Regions from separate parts of the Ovis aries genome. Here region 1 is linked to region 2. Evidence: chromatin contacts called from public Hi-C data. All regions are on one chromosome and are shown on one strand. Each heading gives the region's core, a stretch centred on a gene start, on an enhancer-like site or on the middle of the called end of the contact. The rest is flanking DNA. Distances are from core to core; before and after follow the strand shown. Region 1 has its middle 67 kb from the start of PPP1R3B. Region 2 holds the start of PPP1R3B (protein phosphatase 1 regulatory subunit 3B).

Evidence for each region. A called contact is a pair of places that touch in the nucleus more often than the background predicts.
Region 1: a contact with region 2 is called in a Hi-C map of liver, with 3 times the contacts expected there. The contact joins the enhancer-like site here to the promoter of PPP1R3B in region 2. A contact is called at or near these places in 2 of 16 Hi-C or Micro-C datasets (both in liver).

Annotation. Positions count from the first base shown.
Region 1 is chr26:24,400,406-24,404,806 of ARS-UI_Ramb_v3.0, reverse strand. No RefSeq gene overlaps it. Among named protein-coding and RNA genes, the nearest start is that of PPP1R3B, 67 kb to the right of the region's middle. Within about 2 kb of position 1,541, at least 3 of the 54 cell types and tissues checked have an H3K27ac peak or open chromatin away from gene starts, as enhancers often do. A contact at or near this core is called in liver, where this site is marked.
Region 2 is chr26:24,333,292-24,337,697 of ARS-UI_Ramb_v3.0, reverse strand. PPP1R3B (protein phosphatase 1 regulatory subunit 3B) reads left to right here and starts at 2,412. Exons shown (of 2, transcript XM_012105852.4): 1 at 2,412-2,636. The coding sequence starts at 2,500.

The DNA.
Region 1 (4,401 bases), core at 292-2,791, 68 kb before region 2:
TCCTGGGAAATATCACCTCAATGGGTTTCACCTAGGGTCCTCATTTTAGTTTTTATAAAATCGCATGTTTCTGGAAAAGGGAAGATGAAGAATATAGAAGCAAAGCAGAGAGGTACGTGTACATAGTGTGTGTGTGTGTGTGTGTGTGTGTGTGTGTGTGTGTGGTAATGGGTGTACTGATAAGGGAACATAAAACCAGAAAAAAAAGCCAAATGTAAGCCATGGTGCTATCATGGGGGAGACCATCTACCAGGGTTGAGGGTTTAGAATACTGCATAAGACAAGTGATATTCTGAGTTTGTTTGAATGAATCTCCCAGTCTCCTGATTTCACTTTTAACGGGAACAAAGATAATGACCATTTTGTGTGAAGTCTCTGCTCTAAATCAATCACAGTGCCATTCCTTCAATAAGTCGTTTCTGAGACACTTTGGTGTGCACAGCACTGTCCAGAGCGCCAGGCAACCTGAAGAGGTCTAAGATATACCACGACTCTCCACGAGCTTGGAGTTTAGTTGAGCAGACAGTGCATACACAAGTTCAAAGGCAAGCAACACTAAGAAACTTGCAGCAATGAAAAGGCTGTCATAGGGTGATGGTTTATAAATGTCCCTGCAGAGTCCTAAAGGAAAGATTAGATCCTTCTAGAACTAAAGGCTGCAGTAAGAGATGTGAATTCAGAGCTATCCTGGTAGACTGGACTCAGGGCAAGGAAAAATGGAGAGCAGAAACTTCAAAAATGGAAAACGAGGATAAAATGGCCTAGCTGTTTTTGTTTGTTTTTCACTGGTTTGTGTTAATAGATTTCATGGATCAGATCTGGGATTCAGGAGAAAATCACTGAACACATTTATAATAAAATGCAAGTCAAATTTCAGTCAATCTCTCAGCTTCTAACAGGTCTTTCTTTCAGTCGCATCCCTACTCCAAACAAATAAGCAAACAAACATATGACTTAATGACCAGCTCACACTATGATCCCTGTCAGTGGGAAACTAGATCTCGGCCAAGGGCATGGTCATTTAAAAGGGTCCAGTTTGGTCCTCAATATAAACTGGTCATTACAGAACATGTGAGACTTGACCCTCCTGCAGGAACCTGCCCAGTGTGGCTAAAATTGGCCTCCTGAGTTAGACATCGTTAAGGAGAGAAAATACACCATGGGCTGAGGGCCTTTCAAAAGTCTTTTCTTTCTGTAAAAGGAAATGAGGCCAAAGTCAGCAAGCAGAGTAGACTCAAATTTATAAATGCTATCTAGATTCTACCTCAGGAATGTGAAGGAAATTTAGGTCTCCCTTAAGCAATGTCTTTTTATCCAATTTGCTTTAAAAAAAAAAAAAAAAGCTGTTGTGTTTGAGGTTACCATCCCTTTTCTGTTATTTTTGAAAATTCTGCTGCTTTAAAATAAAAGCCTAGTATATGGAATATCAGAAGTGATGACTGTTTTAAACAAAGAAGCCCTTTTCTCCATCCTCTGTCCCAGGCCTCTGCACACGGGCGTGAGACCGACCTGCTCTTTGGACCTCAGAATGAGTGAGCACACTCGGGCGTGATCAGCCTGCCCTTTATCCCTCCGAGATCGGGGTGTTCCTCCATCCAGCCCGGGAGGCCAGCAAACCATTGTGCAATCTGTTCCCCACACACAGGCCCTATGGGATTGCTACACTGCCTTTTCCTTTTATTAGAAGGGAAAAATCGATCCTCCTAAATGGTAAGTCCGCTATTGCGAGGAAGCTGAAAGGGTTGCATGGGTTTTGGCTAGTGGCTTACTAGGTTCCCTTTTTCCTAGCTCTACTGGAAACAGCCAGTTAGAAGCAGTCCCAAGGATCCTAATCTCTCCCTTCTAGAACCTCTACCTTCACCTAACTCCTATACCTCCCTGGCAATAAAACCATCAGCGTAAAACCTACATCATGCCACGTTCTTGATGGCAGGCATACTCTTTCTGGCTTTCTAATCAGGAAGACCTAGAGGCAATGAACACAGAGGACTCCATGGACCAGCTAGAAAACTCCAATGTGTTGTGGATTTAATGGGGTCTATGCACCTGCCCAGGGACCCTGGAAGGGATTACCCCTGTCCTGGGGGAACAGGGATACTGTGACTCCATTCCAGCCCTTTGGTACCCCATAGGAACACTGACCAGTGTTATCTTAGGAGTTTTCCAGGGAAGCTCAAACTTTACAGTTTAATGGGAGATGTTCTGATTTACCAAGGTTGGCTCCACTTTTTAAAACACTGTAAAAGCCAGACAAAATACATCTGAGGGCTATGTTCAGCCTTCAGGCTGCCACTGTGAGACGTCTGCCATCTTGGAATGGACTTTTGGACTCAGAGGGAGAGGGAGAGGGTGGGATGATTTGGGAGAATGGCATTCTAACATGTATACTATCATGTAAGATTTGAATTGCCAGTATATGTCTGACGCAGGATACAGCATGCTTGGGGCTGGTGCATGGGGATGACCCAGAGAGATGTTATGGGGAGGGAGGTGGGAGGGGGGTTCATGTTTGGGAACGCATGTAAGAATTAAAGATTTTAAAATTAAAGAAAAAGAAAAGAAAAAAAAATAAATTAAAAAAAAAACACAAAACACTGTAAAAGCCAGACAAAATACATCTGAGGGCTATGTTCAGCCTTCAGGCTGCCACTGTGAGACGTCTGCCATCTTGGATGGGACCAGCCCCTTCTGACTGCATGGGAGCTGACAGGTGATGGAAGCTTCTAGTGTGAATGCCTACCTGGTCACCATCAGCACAGAGGGGTGGGTGCAGGCGTTATCTATGTTAGCTGGACTTTGCATTCTGTATTTGTACAAGAGATAACATGCTCACCACACACTGAGTTCACAGATGGTGAATGTCTGCTCTCCTCTGCTAGGGTATCAAGGAGGGAATAAAACAGAGCATGAATCTCCACTTCTTTCTTTCTTCCTCTGCTGGCAAAGCATGGGTGGGCTTAGTAAAGATGGTACCAGGATAGACTGAACAGCCTAGATGTCCCTGACTGGGTGGACTGGGGGGGAAAGTTGTGGGGTTAGCCATGTGAATGAACTCTCATTCCACCCAAACATCCGCAGGGATATCGTATTGCGTGGAAACTATAGAAAGTGGCTGTTCAGTCTGGGTGTCCTCTCCCTGCCTGGCTAGACACTGTCTCTCATAGATTGCTCCTTTTCAAGCCTCCTACATACACATAACACACACAGCTGCTGCTCTCTGGGTGCCCACTGCGGCTTCCTACTCTCACTTCCATTCACATACCAACATACTGGGCCTGGCATCAAAATTTCCACTTCCTCCTACCCAATCCAAATGTGTTCTAATCATCCAGTTCCAGAAGAGGGCAACTATGGATAGAAGTCACTTCAGCCTCTAGAGCTACACTGTCTGAGGCAAATATTATGTGAGCCACAAGTGTAATTTTAAATTTGCAACTAGCCGCATTTTAACAATCCAGCCCCTCATATTCTTCATAATCTATTTTATTTGATCCAATGTACCCCAAGTATCATTTCAACGTGTAATTGATATTTTTAAAATTGTTAATGAGATCTTTTACATTTTTTGTAGTCAGCCTTTGAAATCTGGTGTCTATTTTGTTCTTAGTGCACTTCCCAATTTGTACTAGCCACATTTTAAGTTGTTCAAGTCTTATGAGGCTAGTGACTACTGTTTAGATAGCACAGCTCTAGAATATAAAGAAAGAAATTTCCCTAATGTCGTGATCAAATTTCTACCTCCAAGTTTTTGTTAATGAGGAAATCTAATTGCCTAAAATATCCCATAGTGACATATTTGAATAAAATTCAAAATGTTTTTGACAAATTAAAATGGTTCATTGATTCTTGCAAAGTAAATGTCAACTAGACTAAATGTAAAATTCTATATTCAGGCTCATAGAAGTCAGGCATATAAATATAGTAGGAGGAGACTGGCTTGGCAGTTCATCTGAAAAGAAAAATCTGTTTAACTTGGTCACAATCTCCTAAGAGCTACATCGTGATAGGATTTTTAAAAAAATCCACACAATCAATATAGTAACCCCACATACAGGAAATAATCAGTCAGAACTAGTGCTGAATTAAAGAGTGTGTCAGTTATGCTTTTATTCAGGGCTCCAGACTACAAAACGCTTAACATACAGGATGTGTAAGAAGATGGAGAAAATGTCATTTACCAGATTTCTTGGCTGAACTTCATACTTTCTGATAAGTTCACTGGCATGAGGACTGAGGTCTCTGAAGACATGTTTGGATTATAATTGAGGGTCACTAACTAGCTTGCTTCCCTTGTGGCTCAAATGATAAAGTGTCTGCCTATAATGTGGGAGACCCGGGTTCGATCCCTGGGTTGGGAAGTTCCCCTGGAGAAGGAAATGGCCACTCACTCCAGTATTCTTG
Region 2 (4,406 bases), core at 1,163-3,662:
AGGAACTTGGTAAACATCAACTAAAGGGTTGAAATTTTCCATTTTCAGTTTCCCTCTTTGTTGCTAGAAAATGAAAGCGTGAAGCAAGATTGTCTAAGGGGCAGTACAGCTCTCAGGTTCTGGGGCTCAGGACTGATATGAATTCTCCTGGAATAGCTCTCCAGAGCTTGCAAGCCAGCTCTAGTCCAATATCAAAGACTGTGCTCTTTTCAAATTCTTAGATGCCACACTCCTACCTACCAAGATTGTGGTGTGCCACAACTAACTTTAGCCCCACTCTCCTGGTCTGAAATAGTCACCTAAACCACAGGGGAAAGTATTACCCATGATTTCCTAGATCTATGTAAGGAAGATGCTTCCAAACCCAAATGCTATAAAATTGTATTTACTTGTCCCAACTCCTTCCCACTAGGGTTCAGATCACCCTTTGCCTGCATATGTTTTGCAATACCTGTTGGCTCTTTATCTCTGCCCACTCCTCTAGCATGCTCCCTCCACTTGAGAAATGTAGGCAGCACTTGGCTTCATAAATTTTCAAACTTCTCATCAGCTAATAAAAGGGTGTTTAGAGTTGGCAAAGGAATTATTGCATAGGAATTTCATTTGCCAACTGCCTACCAATAGTTAATTTCCCAGGTGGTCCTTAATTAGATTTATCCACTGAAAGAGAAGGAAGAGGACTAATGATCACCCTTCAGACAGGAAGACTGAGTCTGAGGAAGCTCTCTATAGCACCAAAGACTCCAACTGCATTATTGCAATGGACCAGTGTTTTTGTCTTACATTCGTAGTAAAGTTAGAAGCTCCTTTTAAATCTCTTATAGCAGAAATTCCCATCTGCTATGGTCAACATAATAAATTTTTATAAAGCTAAATATATGCAATATGAAGGACTAGCCTCTACTGTGAGATTAGGCCCTTCCTGAATTTTGTTGTTGCTGTTAAAGAGTTGTGTGCATGTGTGCTTGGTAGTGTCCAGCTCTTTGCAAACCCATGGGATTCTCCAGGCCAGAATAGAGTATTTCTTTTAAAAGTAAAAGGTGGTAACAGAAGATGGTAAGACTTGTTTATGTCTTTACTTGGCACTTTAAAAAGCTGGTAATCCTATACTAATTTCCAAAATACAGTAAAACTGGAAAACGGGGATCCTCATCCCTAAAGTGGTTAGCTCAGCTGGTCACCAAGGAGATGATATCTATGACTACATACATGCATATTTAAATTGATCTCATATGGGTGGAGGGGCTTCTAAACTCTATTCTAAACTCATCATTCTCTACAGATCTCAAGCTGAAGCACAGAAATTAAGCAGGCCCTGTAGATATAGGTTGAATCCGTTCATACAGATTCAAGTTAGGTAGTTTCCTCGGAAATATACCTATCTGCTGCTGCTGCTGCTGCTGCTGCTAAGTCGCTTCAGTCGTGTCCGACTCTATGCGACTCCATAGACCGCTTCCCACCAGGCTCCCCTGTCCCTGGGATTCTCCAGGCACGAATACTGGAGTGGGTTGCCATTTCCTTCTCCAATGCATGAAAGTGAAAAGTGAAAGTGAAGTCGCTCAGTTGTTTCCGACTCTTAGCGACCCCATGGTCAGCAGCCTACCAGGCTCCTCCATCCATGGGGTTTTCCAGGCAAGAGTACTGGAGTGGGGTGCCATTGCTTTCTCCAATACCTACCTGAGAAACCCTCAACTATATATGCAATATTCTGAGATGGGTATTGGTCCTTTGCCTCAATAACAACTTTATTAAAAGGATTTTACTGTATTCCATTCACAAGGACACCCGGACAGTGATGGGCACAAAGCAAGTGTTCAGTAATTACTTATTTTCAACAGTATCCTAGAAGCTGGGGATACTGATCCTGAAAAGGCTCCACTTAAAACGGAGGGAAACGCGTTGGGCATTCTCTCGGGGCTCCCCTGGGCTCCACTTGTGATGGAGGAACTAGCGGTCACCTGTGAACCCCGTGGCTGAAGAGTAAGGCAAAGGCGGGGCCGACGGGACGGGTGAATGGCTCTGCAATCCCGTCCGCGCGCGTAGGGTGACTTTTCCCGGCTAGGACTTTGCCTAGGGAGTGGGAACTGTACCAGGCGCCGGCGTCCAGCCCTCTGGCTGTAACGGGATGCCGTGCAGCAGGCAAGTGCCTCTGCCCCCTGGCGCCCGTTCCCCCGGCTTCGGATGAAATTGTGACCCATCGCCCCCTTCCCAGCCCTTGGAACCCGGCCCTATCGCTCCGGGCGCGCAGCCTATCACGTGGCGCGGCGGTGATGGGGGGGCGGGGGGACCGCGGCTCCGCGGTTATTGGTGGACGGCTTTCGTCTCGGGCGCGCCCATTGGCTGCGGGGGGCGTTCACGGGAAAGGGGGGTCTGGGAAGGGGTCCCGAGTTAGGAGAGGTGGCCTGAAAGTTAAAGAGAGCCGCGCGGCGGCTGGGAGTTAGAGTCCCAGGTGAGGGGCAGCAGGGAGGAGGCGGGCGGGCTGGTCTAGCGCACGGACGGATGCGGCTGCCCGCGGAGGGCGCCCACCTGAGCCCCGGGCCCCGCTCCTGCTGTCGCCGCCGCTGCCCCTGCCACCTTGGCTGGGATGCTGCCGCAGGCTGGCGCCTCTGCACTTCGGGGCTTATGAGCTGTACCAGGTACGTCCCCCAGCAAGCCCGCAAGGCCCGGTGCCCTACCGCAGAAACGGCGACGAGGGCACGCATCAGGGACCCTCTCTGGTTCCTGCCGCACACACTTTCTCAGGCCAGCTTGCAGTTACACTCTGGGCATGGGACACTGTAGAAGGGCTTGAGGAAACTGTTGCTTCCTCGTGGAGAGGGCAATGCAGGGACCAGAGGTTGGATGGAGCCTGGCCGCACCCACGTGATGCACCGGTTGGGGGTCCTGGTCATGATGGGAGGCTGGGGCTGGGAGTCCAGACCACTTTTGGTCCCTACTGTGCCGAGTTCGAACCTGACACTAGGCTTTTCCGCCTGGGAACCGACACTCCTAGAGCTGAGCCCTGGGATCTTGAGCACAAGGGAAAGTCGCGGCGTCTCTCACCCCGCCTCGATTGCCCGTTACAACGTAGGGAAACACACTGGGTGATCTCTCAGGTCGCCGAGGGCTACGGAACACGGATCCGCACCGGCGGCTGGGGCCACTCTGAGCCGAGCCACCTCGGGTCCCCGGCCCCCAGACGGGCCGTCCTGGGCCGGCGGGGTCGAGGTGGCCGCGCGGGGACGCTCTCGTGGCGCCTCTCCGTCCGGGGTGGCCCCGCCGCCCCGCCCTGGTATGATAACTAGGGCTCCTCCTCCTCGTCGTCTTCCTCCCCCTGCCGGTCACAACTCCGGGAACCCAGCCCAAGCCCTGCCTCCCGGACACACACCGAGGCTCACGTAGTCTGGTGGCGGCAGCTTCCCCTGCCACCTCCCTCCGGGTTCTCCGATGCGGCGAGCCAGCTGGAAAGGGGGCTTCCCCGCGGCCCCACAGGGGGGGCCCCCCCCCCCCCCGCCCAGGCGAAGGATCTCGGGGAGGTGTTGGGGGCGGGATGCAGCCCGGGCCTGGCTGGACCCAGGAGACAGTGACCTGTGGGATCTTCGAAGCCAGGACGCCCTGGCCTGCCCCCGTGTCCTGTTCCAGCCACCCTTTTGAGTCCAGAGAAAGAGGTGTGGAAGCGACTCAGTGCAAAAGAGGGAGCAGAGAGCCCAGAACATACTAGAAGGTTTGGGCTTTCTCCTGGTATTGTTTGCTGCAGAAGAGGAGGAAATTGAGAACCTGGAGAGTTGCTAGAAGATGTTGGGGCCTGTGGTCTGTGTGGCCAGGCCTCCCTGGGAGACCCACGGCCCAGGAGAAGCCAGAGGAAGGCCTTCAGGCTGGGGTGCAGAGGAGAAGAGGAAATGGTTCATTTGGCAGGGTTGTCCAGGAGCCAAGACTGAAGTGAAGACAGCTGGAGGATTTACCCCAAAAGTAAAGTTGAGGTATTTAGGGAAAAGTTAGGGGAAAGAAGAACCATCAGGCAGTATTGGCAACCCAGAATGTCAGAGCTCAAAGGGATCTCAGGGGAGAAGCTCAAGCCCAGAGAGGTTGAGTAATTTGCCCTGAGTGCCACAGCGTCATGTAGGCGGTCCTAGGCCAGTGCGCTATATTTCATATTGGACACTTTTAGATGCAGACACTGGGCCATTTTAACTTATCTCTTTCCTATAATATGTAACTTCATCCACAGATATTTATCTCAGAGATGCTTTGGATGGTGGTGACAGAATAAAGGAGTCCAAGTGGCATCTAGGGCTGTGAATAACGGCCCCATGGTCAGAGAACCATGGGAAAGATGCCAACTTTGTTCACACTATGGCAGCCAAACCTTTTGGGAGCAAATAGAGAAATGCCAAAAGGGGTAGGTGACCATGTCTTTAAAACAAAAA